Regions from separate parts of the Mus musculus genome. Here regions 1, 2 and 4 are each linked to region 3. The links are chromatin contacts, called in public HiCAR-type and promoter capture Hi-C maps. All regions are on one chromosome and are shown on one strand. Each heading gives the region's core, a stretch centred on a gene start, on an enhancer-like site or on the middle of the called end of the contact. The rest is flanking DNA. Distances are from core to core; before and after follow the strand shown. Region 1 overlaps Gm40124 (a long non-coding RNA gene). Region 2 holds the start of Snx7 (sorting nexin 7). Region 3 holds the start of Agl (amylo-1,6-glucosidase, 4-alpha-glucanotransferase). Region 4 holds the start of S1pr1 (sphingosine-1-phosphate receptor 1).

Region 1 (3,426 bases), core at 258-2,757, 1.2 Mb after region 3:
TGGGCTTTCCTCTAGGAATGCGCATAGTCTCTCTAATAAAATTTGAAGTCAGTAAAGAACCACAGTGCTCCTTACTTGTTGTAAGTAATAAATCTCTTCCCACTCTTTTACCTTCAGGCAGTGCCTGTTGGCTTGCACGTTCTGTGATGCGATCCCAACTGTATCGTTACAGTAGAAGCAGGCTAAGAAATACTTGATGAAAATGCCCGCCCAAAGCTCGAGATCCTTCTGCTTTATCAGTGGCTTTAGCTTTTTGCTGCTTGTCAGAGATCTGCCCCTCACTAATCTCTCAGTCACTGAATGTCCTCTTTGTAATGAGTAGACCGTGCTGTTTTCTCTAACGCGGGATGGTTTGACTGTGCTGCTCTTACAAGCTTGTGCCACACCGTCTGTCATAATCCCGATAGGACACACATTCCACTCTGAACTTCTTTTCCCTGCCTAACATCTAGATGTCAGGTGTCTCCATGTTCTTGTTGAATGGAGGAAGGCATGCCTTGCAGTGGTTTTCTGATCCTGACCAGGAAAGCCAGAAGAAACTGCTCCCTGTGACAGAGAGGCACAGGGATGGTTACTTGGCATGCCAGTATGATGCATCAACCTGACTGTGTGCCCTGAAACCTGAGAATCATTATTTCTGGGTGTGCCAGGGAGGACGTTTTCAGAAGACACTAGTATTCAGATCGTAAGAGAAAGCTTCCCTTCCAATAGAGGTAGGCATTGTTTAATCCTGTCAGGGTTTAGATACAACAAAAGACCGTAGGGAGTGTGTCTGCTCTATGCTTGGCTGTCATATCCAAGTTTTCTTGTCCTTTGATACTGAAACTTCTGACCTTGGGCCTATCCCTTGGGTTGAAACCAGACCACGATCTTCCCTAGTTCCACCTTACTGTGAGTCTCCTTGGCCTCTGTAATGCTGCGAGCAGATCCTTCGTAAGAACCTCTCTCAGCATGCTTCTGATACTCTGCAGAAATTTAATTCAAGGTCCTTGGGCTTAGACAATCTAATCTGTCCTGTAGTCTTACCCAGATACTTCTACTTGGGTTATTGTTTCAAGTGTCTTAGACCCTGAGATAAACACACGTGAGTGTGGAGTTTCGGGGACTTACACTCAGTTTGTGCTAGGATTCAGCACCATGTCCTGCTCCTTCAGGTCAGTCAAGACCCCAAAACTTCCTTTGGGACGAAGTCTTCAGCTCAACCTCAAAACCCTGTGGAGAGCTAAAGGCTGGAGGTTGGTGTCACCATGCAGCCAGCTTTTCTCTGGTGCTTTTGTCTCATGGGGGCATTGGGTTCTTCCTTCCCTCTGGGTTATACTCTCTGTCTGGGTGACTGAGTCCTTTGTTCCCTGCAGGGCCTGAGTCCTTCAGGAATTTCCTGGTCACCTCTTCTTACCTGTCTCATAGTTATCCTGGGATTAGAGTTTGCTGCAGGGTACTGGACGCTGCTCTGTTTTCCCACACCCTCTCTAGGCAAATTGCTGCTCTGCTTACTCTCTGTGCTCCCTGGCAGTGCTCCAGCTGCCCAGCTGCCCTTTTGGGGGTAGCTGGACTTTGTCACATTGACTTTCCTAAGTATCTGCTCCTAGTGGAGACCTCGGCCAGAAGCCTGTGTGCTATCTGCGACCAGCCATTTTTACATTCACACACCTCAAGAGAAACGATCTAAGGACAAATGTGTTCTTCTCATCATTCAGCTTAAAACCCTTCAAAGTCTCCTTGATGCCCTTGCTGGTCTTCAGGAGAACGTGTCTGAGCTTGCTTCTGATTCGTTGGAAAACTCGAATACAAGGTCCTTGGCCTCAGGCGCTCTAACTTGCCAGTGAGCTCACTCCAGTTACTTCTAGATTCTAATTGAATCATTGTGTCCTAGGTCCTTGGTGTAAAATTCCAATGCCCAGTTGCAACTGTCCTTCACCAGTCTGTAGGACAGGGAAGTTTCACACAGTGAGTAAAAGCTTAGCACTGGCTCCGGTGAAAACTGGCTGTGGGGCCTCACTTTCTGGGCTTCAATTTCATTGTCTGTGGCAAGGTCATTTTTACTCAGTGGGGATTAAACAAACTAATGTGCCTAACACATTTAGAGCATGATTTGGCATACACAGTAGTCATCATGCAAGTGTTACATGGGATTAGCTTTCAAGCTTGAGTCTCCAGACTCCAGAAGTTACCATGTATCCTGTTCAGGCTGCACTGCCAATGTTCCCCTGGAACATCTTTTTTATATTTACATCTATGCCTGGGTTCTTCCCCAAGCACGAGATACATTTCTTATTCCTGAAGCTGGCCTGAGTTCTATCTGTCTCTACAAACTTAGCAGGACTTCCCCTTAGGCAGAAGACCTCCTTCTTTCCTTCTAGCCTGTAGTTCCCACAGTGTTTCTCTTGTACTCGGGGGCCCTCTTCAGAGGAAGCTCAGCCTCCTCAGCCTTTGCCTCTGTAGGCTGCAGAATGGCCTTTGCAGAAAGTAAAGAGTCAGGGATGGGTCTCACGGTTTACAAAGCGACTGATACTTTACCCTCCTAGGCAACCACAGAAGCCAAGTTTGAGCATCCTATCGTATCCGTCTTGACTGATTCAAGCCACCTGTCACCATGACATGGACCCAGACCCTGTGTTGTGATGACTCACTATAGGGGCAGTACTTCTTAGGGCCTCATCTGGAACTTTGGAGATCTCTTTACTAGTATTGATGGTTAACTTGATAGATCGCCTAGGAGACAAACCTCTGTGTCTGTGGGAATATTTGGAATGTGTTGAGGTGGGAAGATCCATTCACTCTAATTGTGGACAGCAGCATCCCATGACCTGGAATTCCTGACTGAAAAATGAGAAGTGAGGTGAACATCAGAGTTCATCTCTCTCTTCCCTGAATATGGATGTACAGTGACCAACTGCCTACTGTCCCTAAGGCATGACTTTCTAGCCATGGTGGACTAAACTAATCCTTAAACTGTGATGTAAAATAAACTCATAAGTTGTCTTTTCCAGGTATTTTGTCACAACAAGAGTAAGACACCCTCAGACTGCTTGCCTCTTTCCAATTGGATGCACTAGCCTAGCACTGCCACGCAGAACTCAAGGGGAAGGTGCACACATGGAAAGATTGCAAAAGATTATTACACTCATCTATTTTCGTGTATGTGTGTGGGATGTATGCCACAGTGAGTGTGGAGATCAGAGGACAGCTTGTGTGTGTGTGTGTGTGTGTGTGTGTGTGTGAATTCTCCCCAACCACCAGGAGGGTCTGTGGGATCAAACTAAGCTTATCAGCTTTGTCAGCAAGAACCTTCTCCCACAGAGCCATCTTATCATCCAATTCAAATGTCATTGTGTAGCCATATGCATGACCATGAGTGACACGTTCTCAGAAGAACTCCAAGAAGAAATCAGGTTGAAGAAGTCAAATATTAGAAAAATTGACTAA
Region 2 (3,499 bases), core at 260-2,759, 1.1 Mb before region 3:
GTTCAAAGTCTGCCAATTAGAAACTTCAGACGTCTCTCCATAGCGACAGTAAGATCAGAGAGGAAAACATAAATTGTTTTAATAACTTGCATCCTTTGTAGGGCTCAGCAAAGAGTCATTTTGAATGAGTATGTCTCATAATGCGCTTTACTAAGATATTTCATGGTTCTCAACCTAAAACCCATTATGGTTTGTTTACTAAGGAATGTAAGACACACAATCTGTATGATAAAACCAAAGGAGAAACTGGGACCAGACTGTCATTTCACAAGTCTTACTAAAATTGATGGGACTATAGATAATTCCTGGAAGACTGGCAGAACACAGTATTTTGAGGACACCAACCATAAGGCAAAGGAACATTTTGTACATTTAAGTAGCCGGTGACCAGGCTGGATGCTATGTGGGTCATATCCTGAAACACACTGGAGGTCCTTAAATAGTTAAAAGGGGATATATTGAGGAACTGTCTCAACCAGAAATAAAAATATTTAAATTGGGAAGCTTTTTATCTGTTTCCCCTCTCTGTTTTCTTTTTTCAACCTATGTTATAATTAGCTGGCCTCAAAGTGCAAGTCCTCTTGCCTCAGTCTACCCTGTGTTGAAATTACAGTCAAGCATTCCCATATTTGGCTCTTACAGGAATCTTCATTTAGAAATTTAAAGAGAGAGAGAGAGAGAGAAAGAGAGAGAGAAGACCAAAAGGAATAAATAATAAAAATGGAAGCTAGTTCTAACATATATCAATTAGTACTCAATTTTTCATTAACTTTGAATCTATAAAAACCAAGCAATGAACAACTAAATAGTTCCAGCTTTGCACTGGCTGTATGAAAAGGCATGCAAGATTGTTTCTTTCTCCTTGCAATACCCAGGGCTGCTGGCAGACCTTGGAGCTTGGAAACATTCTTGCACATTAACTTCAGGAAGAGTTCCAGGAGAAAGCTATGTTAGAAAGTAGCTGAAAATAATTGTTCAGCCTCAGCTTCCTTAACTCGACAGTAAAAGGACAACAAAATCCAATCGATGGGAAAAAACAAACAAACAAACAATTGAAAACCAGGAGGTTCAGATGTCTTTAATTTTTGCATTAGTCTCTGTAAAGACAGACTTGAGAATGGGAAAAAAAGTCACAACCTGGGAAAAGGGCACTTTTCAGAACAGGAAATCAAGCTGGGTCAGCTGGTTGTGTATATAGATCCTGCCACTTCACGCACAAACCTGGTGGCCCTTGGCTGTGTCAGGGCGAGAACACCACCTCCTGTCCTCTGTATCTCCATGGCCCACCCTGGCGGTGTTCCTAGAGTCAGAATTTAAAAGTCGGGCTGTAGATCTGAGCCAGGTTGTGGCTGGGCAGGCCCCACCGCTCTCCCGCCCCGGCCCGGCCCGGCGCCGCGGGCTCCCGCAGTTCCGCGTCTGCGCACGGCCGAGGGGCAGGAGCTGGGCTGGCCAGGGAGGCGCAGGGCGCCTCGGGAGCCAATGGGCGCGCGCGGGGGAGCCGGGCTGGCAGAGGCGGCCGGCTGGGCGCGCACTGCCGGGATGGACGGCGAGCGCCTGGCGTCGGGCTCCTCGGAGCTGGCGGTCGGGGAGAGCCCGCGGGGCGGCGCCCCGATCCCGAGTGGCAGCGGTTCCTGCAGCCTGCTGCAGGCCGATGTGCTGGATCTGGACGAGGACGAGGACGACCTGGAGGTGTTCAGTAAGGTGAGGGCAGGGGACGTGGCCATGGCCGTGGTGGCGGGGACTGCCTGTCCAGGGAAAGTTCCAGGGTGACTCAACTCTCCAATGGAGCTGGAGCTGGGGACAGTACCTCCAAGGCTGAACTAGTCGTTCCCTCCTCTTCACTTTTATCAGTGGCAGGGCCAAGGCTCATGGAGTCTGAAAAGTTCTGATTTTTTTTTTCTCTCTTCGTCTTTCCATTTTTCCTTGCTTGACAGCGACATTCCTCACCGTGTGCGGGTGGCCTGAAACTGCTTCTCCCTCCCCCCCCCCCAGCTCCTCCCCCTCCCCTAGGCTTCTTGACAATCCTAAAGTCCAGGAGAGCAATTGTGATTGCCTTAGTGCAGGGAGGTGGTTTTTGATTTACTGTTGTTATGTGTAAATGGGAGAGTTGAGTCACATTCTAAGAGAGTCTGGAAACCTGTGACCATTGGGTGTAGAAATCCTTTCAGGATTGAGAAAGCCTAGCCTCTACCACAGGCACAGCTGAAGACTTTAAATTGGGCAGTTATTCTGGTCCAACCCTCAGCTCCAGTCTGCATATTTCCTTCCCATTTGCCTTGGAAATCTAGCCTCAAAGGCGCTCCCTGGCTAGTGATATAATTAGACAGAAATGGACATACCGGCAGTAGTGGTAGACTTGATGCAAACTTGCCCTTCCTGAAAGTTGGAAACAACAACAAAAAAATACCTTTCTTTTGGCACAGTCCCAGTGTCACAGCAGTTTTTCAAAAGTGCTCAGTGGGAACATTGGATCAATGACTATTCAGTAGTGACATGTTGCCTTGAGATGTTACATGAGCCCACCAACTTAAAACTGTTAAACAGAAGTTAGCAAGTAACCAACACCCTTGGACTCCAGTGCGGAGCTCACAAACATCGTTTTGCACCCCTAGAGCATGTGAGATTGGACACCCAGTTGCATTCTAAGTAGATGGTATATCAGTTATGTGTGCTTAGTCTTTCTTTGTATTTGAATTATAAAACTGGGATTATTTCACATTTAGTTTCAATACTATCAAATTTTAATATCAATGTGTGTGTTTATGCACTCATACCTTTGCGTGCATACATACTCTCCTTTGTGCACAATTGGAGATCAGAGCTCAGCCACCATGTGGGGTCCAGGGGATTGAATCCAGGTCAACGGGTCCCATAGCAAGCACCTTACTGAGCCATCCAGAGTCCCAATACTGTTTTTTTTTTCTTTTCTTTTCTTCATTATACACACACTTTATGTTCAGATCAGTGTGAAACGTACAAACGTGAGAATGGAGTGTTGAGATTGGAAGTTGTCTATCAAAATAGTCTGGAATTGCTCTAAACTCTCCAGGTAGCCTCTTTTTTTCTAGGCTTTGTATCCCAGGACTCCCTTGGAAAATCCCCATCTTAGTGAAGCCCTGTGGTTAGAGATGCTTCTGAGGTGGCAGAGCTATTTATTTGCGTGGGTCCACGGGAATGTTGGGGATTGCTGAAGTTATAGATGTTCTCTGTGAGAAGGAAATGACGGATTGAAGCCAGAAGCCGTTTGAGAAGCACATTCTTCTGACATTGCGTAAAGCAGTATCAGAATAGGGGAAATCTCCGCAGGAATCCAGCCGTTCGCCGAGCTTTCTTTTTAAAGGTTATTATTGGAAGGCATACACTCCACAGACAGCTGTACTGGTGGTTTTGTATTCGTCTAAAAAAAAAAATATGGGTTTCCAGACCTTGTATGTTGCAGACATGCACAAATGCTCCCAGCCTTCTCGCTGCTGCTTAGCTTCTTGGGCTTGCTGCCTAG
Region 3 (3,382 bases), core at 563-3,062:
CTGTTGTGTATATATAAATCCTGCATGCACAGGACGCCACAAATGTGACAAACATCCATCAGCATGCATGTGGCGCTGTGGAACGCCATCTTTGGCACTCCAAGAACTTCACAGATAGCACATCCTTGTCGAGTCTCATTTTAGAGTCACGTCATGTGACTTGTAGAAGCACTCTACGAGGAGTCTCTTACCAAAGCAGATGTCCGTGACTTACTATTCTCCTTATTTCACAAAATGAAACCTCCAAAGTTGAGTAGAATTAACAACACGTGAAAAATTTAAGCACTTTCAGAAGGATAAATCACCGCTATCTACTTGAGACATTAGACATACCATGTGAGTTGTGCTGGAGGCAGGACAATGGGAAAGGCTAGTTTTGCAGCCCTGGAGAACAGCTATCCACTGGGGAGCAGCAAAATGAGCTGGCCAGAGGATAGTGTGATGAATCTGTACCAGATAAAGTGTCAGAGCGTGCACCCATGCTCCACATTTCAGATGGAGAAGTTATGGATCAGAACGCTTTGGGTAATCTACATTTAAAAAAGAAAATCAGAGAAACCCAACATACAGCGATAGAGTGTGGTATCTGAGTCACCGGCTCCCATTCTTCAACCCTCCCCAAACGAAGACCTGCTGGGTTCATTAGTCTAGCAGGCAGCCTTCAACTGGGGGATTTCATGGTCAAGCAGGAGTTTGTAGCCAGTTCACAGAGGGCGCACTCTGGCCTCCACACTTCCTAGGAACACAGCAGAAGAGACGCCTAAGGGAACATCAGACCTGAAGGAGAAATCTTGAGATGACTGTCACAGAAAAACCAGAACGTCTTTATAAGCTAGAATGCACACTCATTCTTCCATTTTACCAAGTCCTTATTGATATCAAGCCACGGAAAATAATGCCAACCTTAGATGAAGGGTTTAGTGAACCAAAATCATCGGGAATGTACTTGAAATCACATACACTCCGTTGTTCATGAAGCGGCTTTAAGCATGTTACTTAACCTTTGAGGGAGTCTGTTTCCTTGTCTTTAAATCAACGGTAACCAAATAATAATAATAAAAATAAATAAAAAATAAAAATGCATGTTTGCTGTGACAAAACCCTGAACCAAAAGCAAGTTGGGGAAAGAAAGTGTTTGGCTTACACTTCCTGGTCACAGTGCTCTATTGGAGGAAGTTAAAGCAGGAACTCAACGAGAAAGACCCAGAGGCAGGACCTCAAGCAGAGACCATAGAGAAGTGCAGCTTGCTGGCTTGCTCCTCCCGGGCTGGGCCGCCTGTTTACCTATGGAACTAAGGCCCATCTGCCCAGGGGTGGCCATGCCTATTTTCCTCCCATATAGCAACCATAAAACAAGAAAATGCTCCCATGCACAAGCCCACAGGCCAATCTGATGGAGGCAGTTCCTTAGCTGAGGTCCCCTCTTCCCAGCGACCAGTGTGTCACAAGGTTAATGAAGCCAAGCAGGGAATTTTAAGAAACTTGGTTTTCCCAACTTTGCATTTTCTTCCCAGAAAGAACGTCCCTAACTAAACATTATCCCAGCTCTTCTTCGCTCTTGAACTCACTTTTCCTAGAGAGGCAGAGCGATCGCACATCAGGGCAATGACAGTTCCCAAAGCCCAGACCCCCTCAAACCCACAAGCCGTGCCCACCTCTCGCGAGATCAGTGGTCTGTGCTAGCGGGGGCGATGGCTCCCGGAAGTGGGCGGGGAGGCAGGGCCACGCCCCCCAGGCTAGTCCGGGGCCCAGCGGAGTCGGCACGTCCTCCGGCCGCGGGGGGCGGAGTCTCGGCGGCCCTGGCCTGTCACTGTCCCCTGGCCCGGGTCCCGGCGCCCCTCCCCGTGCCCTTCACGGCCGCCCTGCCCTCCCCGGGCCGCCGCTGCGTCCGGCGTTCCCGCTGTACCCGGCTCCGGCTCCCGCTCCCGACGCCGCACGTCTATCCCGCTCGTAAGTGCCTGGAATGCGTCCGTCTCCGGACGCGCATTCCTTCTATCTATAGCCGCTCTGTACATCGCATGCCACCGCCGCCGCAGCTATTCCCGGGACAGCAACTGCTAACCTCTCCAATCACCTCCCTATTGGTGGCTTCAGACCCGAATTTGGGAACTGGGCGCTCTTCCACCTGTTCAGCAGCCTGATCTGCTGGAGGCTACAGTGCCATTTGGAGTTTTCAGGGCCCCCTGGCTCAGGAACGGAATTTATGCCACTGAACTCCAGGGTTTTCGCGGATGCATTGCTTTTCTCTGAGAATGCTTTAGGGGTTTTGTTGGTCTGCTCTGTTTTGAACTGAGTGTAAGACTCTACATCTTTGCTTCAGGCTTTCTTATTCTGCTCCAAGAGAGAAGAAACTTCTCCCTTGTTGGGCTTTACTGACAAGATTTTGCTCTTTCTCATTGCTCTTCTTGGCTTTAAACCTATCTAGGACATGTAAGTGCCGCTGTCAACTCCAGAGAGTTTTAGGTCATATTTTCTTTTCTTTTCTTTCTTTCTTTCTTTTTTTTTTTCTTCTTCTTCTCCTTTTTTTTTTTTTTTTAAATAATTCCACTTTGTTTTATAGGGGTAACTCATTCCACTTTGGAGTCCTTTTAGTTCTACGGAAAGAGTTCGAATCCTCCAGAAGCCAAAATGGAACACAGTAAGCAGATTCGAATTTTACTACTGAACGAGATGGAGAAGCTAGAGAAGACCCTCTTCAGACTTGAACAAGGTCCGTTGCAAGTTGTTTGATTAGCTCTTTTTATGTCTTTTAATGCATTGGCGTTCTATTAGATTTTTTTTTAACTTAAAATTAGGGACTGGGTGTTGGCAGGTAGAATGCATGCTTAGCATAAATGAGGCTGTAGATTCAGTCCTCTGCATGAACAGACACACACACACACACACACACACACACACTCGCGCACTCAAATAACTTTAAGTTAGCTGAAATTTCATAGATCTTGATTTGTGCCAAAATGGTAGGTACATTGGTGGTGAGGAATGAATGTTGATTAAGAATAGACCTGTCACGTTAGCACAAAGATAGCTCAGCTCATCTTGCTGCAGACGACCACCGGAGGCAGACACTACAGGTTATAGGAAGTCCCTCGTGGGTAGAACTTGTGCCTAGCCTGGGTTCAGTCCCTACCTTAGGGAGAAAAAGAAGTGGTAGAGAGTGCGTGTGCAGTTAAAAGATTGAGCATGTTATTAGTAATAGCATTTATTGTTATAACTCGTGAAATCATATATAATGTAGCTTTGCATATATCTGTAGGGTGGCTTTTCAGAGCAAACTCTTTTCCTCTATTGAGCTTCAGCGCTGGGAGAGTAGAGTACAGCAAAAGGCGTAGTGAGCTTGCTAACCCTATCAGGAGCCTCTCAAGCAAGTAGAAGATGAAGC
Region 4 (3,354 bases), core at 266-2,765, 1.1 Mb after region 3:
GTGACCCATCTCTGCCACATACTACCTGGACAATCTACAGGTCTCTCAGGGCTGAGGGATTGCTCATGGGTAGAACGGCCCATGCTACTCCATTGCTTCATGGGACAGTGGCCATCACATCTTGGGACAACAAAGTGCACAGTTCCCCTTTAAAGACCTCATAAATTGTTAGTGGGAGAAGGGGAAGCTAACTCCTTGCCTCTGCAGCACTGCGATAGACAGAAGTTATCTCCTCTTTCAAATGAAACCAGTCTCAAACTCTGTCTTTTCTGGAGGAGACTGGACGGCTGTTATCTTGGTTTCCATATTGTTTTGCAAGATCTGTAGTTTGTGGGTAGGTAAGGTAGGAAACTGTCAATGAGTGCTTCTAGGCAAATATGAATTAACAGCTACTTTTTTTTTTTTTTTGCAAGCTCATAAAATCCCAGAAGGTAGGGGTCTGTTGTTTGTTTCTTCTGTCTCTCTTGAGTCATTCAGGTACAGGGTGTGTCTGTTAATTGAAACTGCACAGCAGAGGAAGTTTTGTGATCACATCTGCTCAGGGTGGGAAGGCAGTGAGAACAGGGGACTTGGGTGGAACCACTTTTTAACAGAAGGACAGACAGACAAGGCATAAAGGCCTCCATCTGCTACTCAGACAAATCTGACCAAGGCCTCTTCAGCCTCAATCTAGCATTATCTAACAGTAGAAAAATGTGGACAAGGTGCAATTCCTTAGATTTGGGGATCTCTTAGTTATCTCTACGTAGACAGGGAGAGAAGAGGGGTCCAGCTTTAGGCAGGGGGCTGTAGGCACTGGCCAGTGAAAGGACAGGCAACCTCTTTCCCCTGTGGACATTCCTGAACTGCTGCTGGATTGTTTAAATCTCTGAGGCCAGGGCAGCAGCCCACCTCCTCAAAGGCCTCTGAGCTTCCCAGAATCTGGGGCACACCGCCTGGCTTTGCGGTCAGCTGAGAGAGGGGAACCCCCGGTCCAACATCAAGCACAGCACTGGCCCACTTCACCGTGCACCCGGGGAAAGCCACTTTCTGCCCACCAGACCGCAAGTTTCAAGGCTTCACCAGGATCGGAGTGGAGGGGGTGGAGGAAGAGGAGGTGGAGGACAGAAGCTTTTCAGTACTTCGGGGCTGCTCTCCTCCGACCTTCTCAGGATCCCCTCTCTGCGGCGTGGCTGCGGCTCTCCGGGCAGTGGCTCGGGTTTCCCCTGACCGCGTGGAAGTGGCCCCCAGGGCACCGGACCACTCGGGCTACACGGATCCTCAGGGCTGTGGGGTCTGGGACCAGAAAGCTCCTCTACCAAGTGCAGGCTTGTCCTCTGTCCTCTAAGATTTTTAACGAAGAAAAGTTTTCCCAGGGATCCCCATGCCTAGTTTCAGAGTCCGTCCCGCGCTGGGGACTGCGGGAAGCTGTGTGAATTAGAATTTAGGAGCTGCCAGGCTCCGCCCCTTCTCTTCCCTTCTCTCTGCTGGTTGGGGCGGAGGGGCTCCTATTCATTTGGTTTTATTTTAGTCACTCTGCCCCAGATCTTTCTGGGAGGCTGCTTCTTAGCAGCCCAGACCCTGAGGGGCCCCCTGCCGCTGGCAGAGGGCGGAGGAGTTAAAAGCATTAACCCCTCCCAGTCCCTTCCTAGAGGAGCCACCCAGCCTCGGCGGGGCGCTCAGAGACTTCGTCTTGCAAAAGTGGTGCGGGCAGCGCAGGCAGGGCTGGCCATTGGAGTGCACCGCTGAGGAGGGAGGGGACCCCAGCTCAGGGAACTTTGCGAGTGAGCTGGTCGCCGTCAGTCGCCGACAGCAGCAAGATGCGGATCGCGCGGTGTAGACCCAGAGTCCTGCGGACGCAGCTTCGTCCGGCTTGAGCGAGGTAGGGGGTTGTGAGCCTCGCAGGCTCCGGCTATGGGGCGTCCAGGTGTCAAGAACGAACCTTTAAACACAAACGAAACAAACAAAAACTTTGAGAAAAAACAAAGCAAAACGAACCCGGGCATCACCAAGATGCTATGGAGTCCTTCTTGACTGACTTCTTCTTGGGGCACGGAGTTTATGAAGTTAGAAAAAAAAAAAGATTAATTTCCAAATTATAGAAACGACTGGGGGAGGGCATGCTAGAGAAGCTGTGATTCATTAGAACGGAGAAAAGGGAAGACGCTTATTATTATTATTTTTTTTTTTTTGAAATCCTGTAGACAAAATTATCAGGCACCACGCCAATAATTTCCATTGCCTGAGAATGGACTGTAGCGATAAGAGTGGAGAAATGTTGAGTTTCGTAAGCTTTTGTCACAGAAATGACTACAATGTCTCTAGGGTCCCCTCCCCCCTCATTTGTTATAGAGTTGATCAATTACTGTGCAGACTTTAGAGTACTTATTTAGTGCTGTGTGTCCAACTTAAGTAGTGCTGTGTGCCCTTTAGGGATTGCTAGTTCTGTTGAGAGGAGGCAATGTTGGGGGTGTGGGGAGCGGAGGAAGTTAAAAGTGCCCATGCAAACTTAGCAGTATGTGTTTCTGGAAATTAATGTACCTGAAGTTAAAACAAAGTGGCGTGCTTCGTTATCGCTAGCAGGGTGACTTTCGTGTGTGTGTGTGTGCAAGTAAGCGTTGGCTAAAGTTAAAACTTTCTTAAGCAATCAGTTCATGGAGAAACGTCTAGGATTTGCTGCAATCTCTTAGGAGGGGTTCTCCGTGAATACCTTTAAACGTAATAAATGAACTTGTGGGGCGGTTGGGTGAGGCGGAGGAGTAAAGACAGAAGTTTTAAAAAGAAGAATAGGCAGTTGCTTCACGGAGGCGCCAAGCTTTCCTGTTTACTTCAAGGCCTGGCGGCCCACACCACACCTCGCTTTACCCTCTGACCATCGGACCCTCAGCACACCTGCTCCTAGGGAGTTATTAATAGAGCCCAGAAAACGGCTTACTTGTCAAATGACCTCCTACAAAGCTACTTTTTTTTTGGCATGGTAATGAGAAGGTGGGCTGGTCTCTTCGAGGTGTGTGTGTGTGTGTGTGTGTGTGTGTGTGTTGGGGTATGCATGTCTGCCCTGCACCCAGAATGGGCAGTTGGTGCCTTCTGTGAGCAAGCAGTCGATTTTCGCTTGAAGGAATCTCAGGGCTGGACACTGAACGTGGCAATGCCAGTGGAAATGGCGTGGGCTCGAAAACTAGAATGGGTGGCTCTCATTTCCATCTTGGTGGATTTAGTGACCCAAGGGAAGGTTTTGTCTCCTCAGAGTCTGGGTAAATTGTTTTTTCTACCTCTCTTTCTAACTTCATTTCTCTTTTGTTTGTTTATTTTTGTTTTGTTAATAGAAATGACCATTTGAGTTAAAAAAAATCCTCCCTGTGTCCTGTATCCTTA

The links. Promoter capture Hi-C pulls out the DNA fragments that hold promoters and counts their contacts. HiCAR-type assays count read pairs that join an accessible place to other places.
Region 1: a promoter capture Hi-C map of liver shows a contact between it and region 3, with 2.0 times the contacts expected there. The contact joins the enhancer-like site here to the promoter of Agl in region 3. A contact is called at or near these places in 2 of 39 promoter capture datasets (liver and pre-B cells) and 1 of 9 other capture datasets (liver).
Region 2: a contact with region 3 is called in a HiCAR-type map of astrocytes, with 4 times the contacts expected there. The contact joins the promoter of Snx7 here to the promoter of Agl in region 3. A contact is called at or near these places in 1 of 484 Hi-C or Micro-C datasets (muscle stem cells) and 1 of 115 datasets of contacts at active chromatin or transcription factors (astrocytes).
Region 4: a promoter capture Hi-C map of pre-B cells shows a contact between it and region 3, with 6 times the contacts expected there. The contact joins the promoter of S1pr1 here to the promoter of Agl in region 3. A contact is called at or near these places in 13 of 39 promoter capture datasets (the 3T3-L1 cell line, 3T3-L1-derived adipocytes, the C10 cell line and 8 more).

What each region holds. Positions count from the first base shown.
Region 1 is chr3:115,633,777-115,637,202 of GRCm38.p6, reverse strand. Gm40124 (a long non-coding RNA gene) reads left to right here. Exons shown (of 3, transcript XR_867569.1): 3 at 1-510. Among named protein-coding and RNA genes, the nearest start is that of Gm40124, 6.2 kb to the left of the region's middle. Within about 2 kb of position 1,507, at least 5 of the 459 cell types and tissues checked have an H3K27ac peak or open chromatin away from gene starts, as enhancers often do. A contact at or near this core is called in liver, where this site is marked.
Region 2 is chr3:117,866,946-117,870,444 of GRCm38.p6, reverse strand. Snx7 (sorting nexin 7) reads left to right here and starts at 1,509. Exons shown (of 9, transcript NM_029655.3): 1 at 1,509-1,701. The coding sequence starts at 1,540.
Region 3 is chr3:116,806,596-116,809,977 of GRCm38.p6, reverse strand. It overlaps Agl (amylo-1,6-glucosidase, 4-alpha-glucanotransferase), which reads left to right and starts at 1,812. Exons shown (of 34, transcript NM_001081326.1): 1 at 1,812-1,950; 2 at 2,561-2,710. The coding sequence starts at 2,629.
Region 4 is chr3:115,713,216-115,716,569 of GRCm38.p6, reverse strand. S1pr1 (sphingosine-1-phosphate receptor 1) reads left to right here and starts at 1,515. Exons shown (of 2, transcript NM_007901.5): 1 at 1,515-1,861.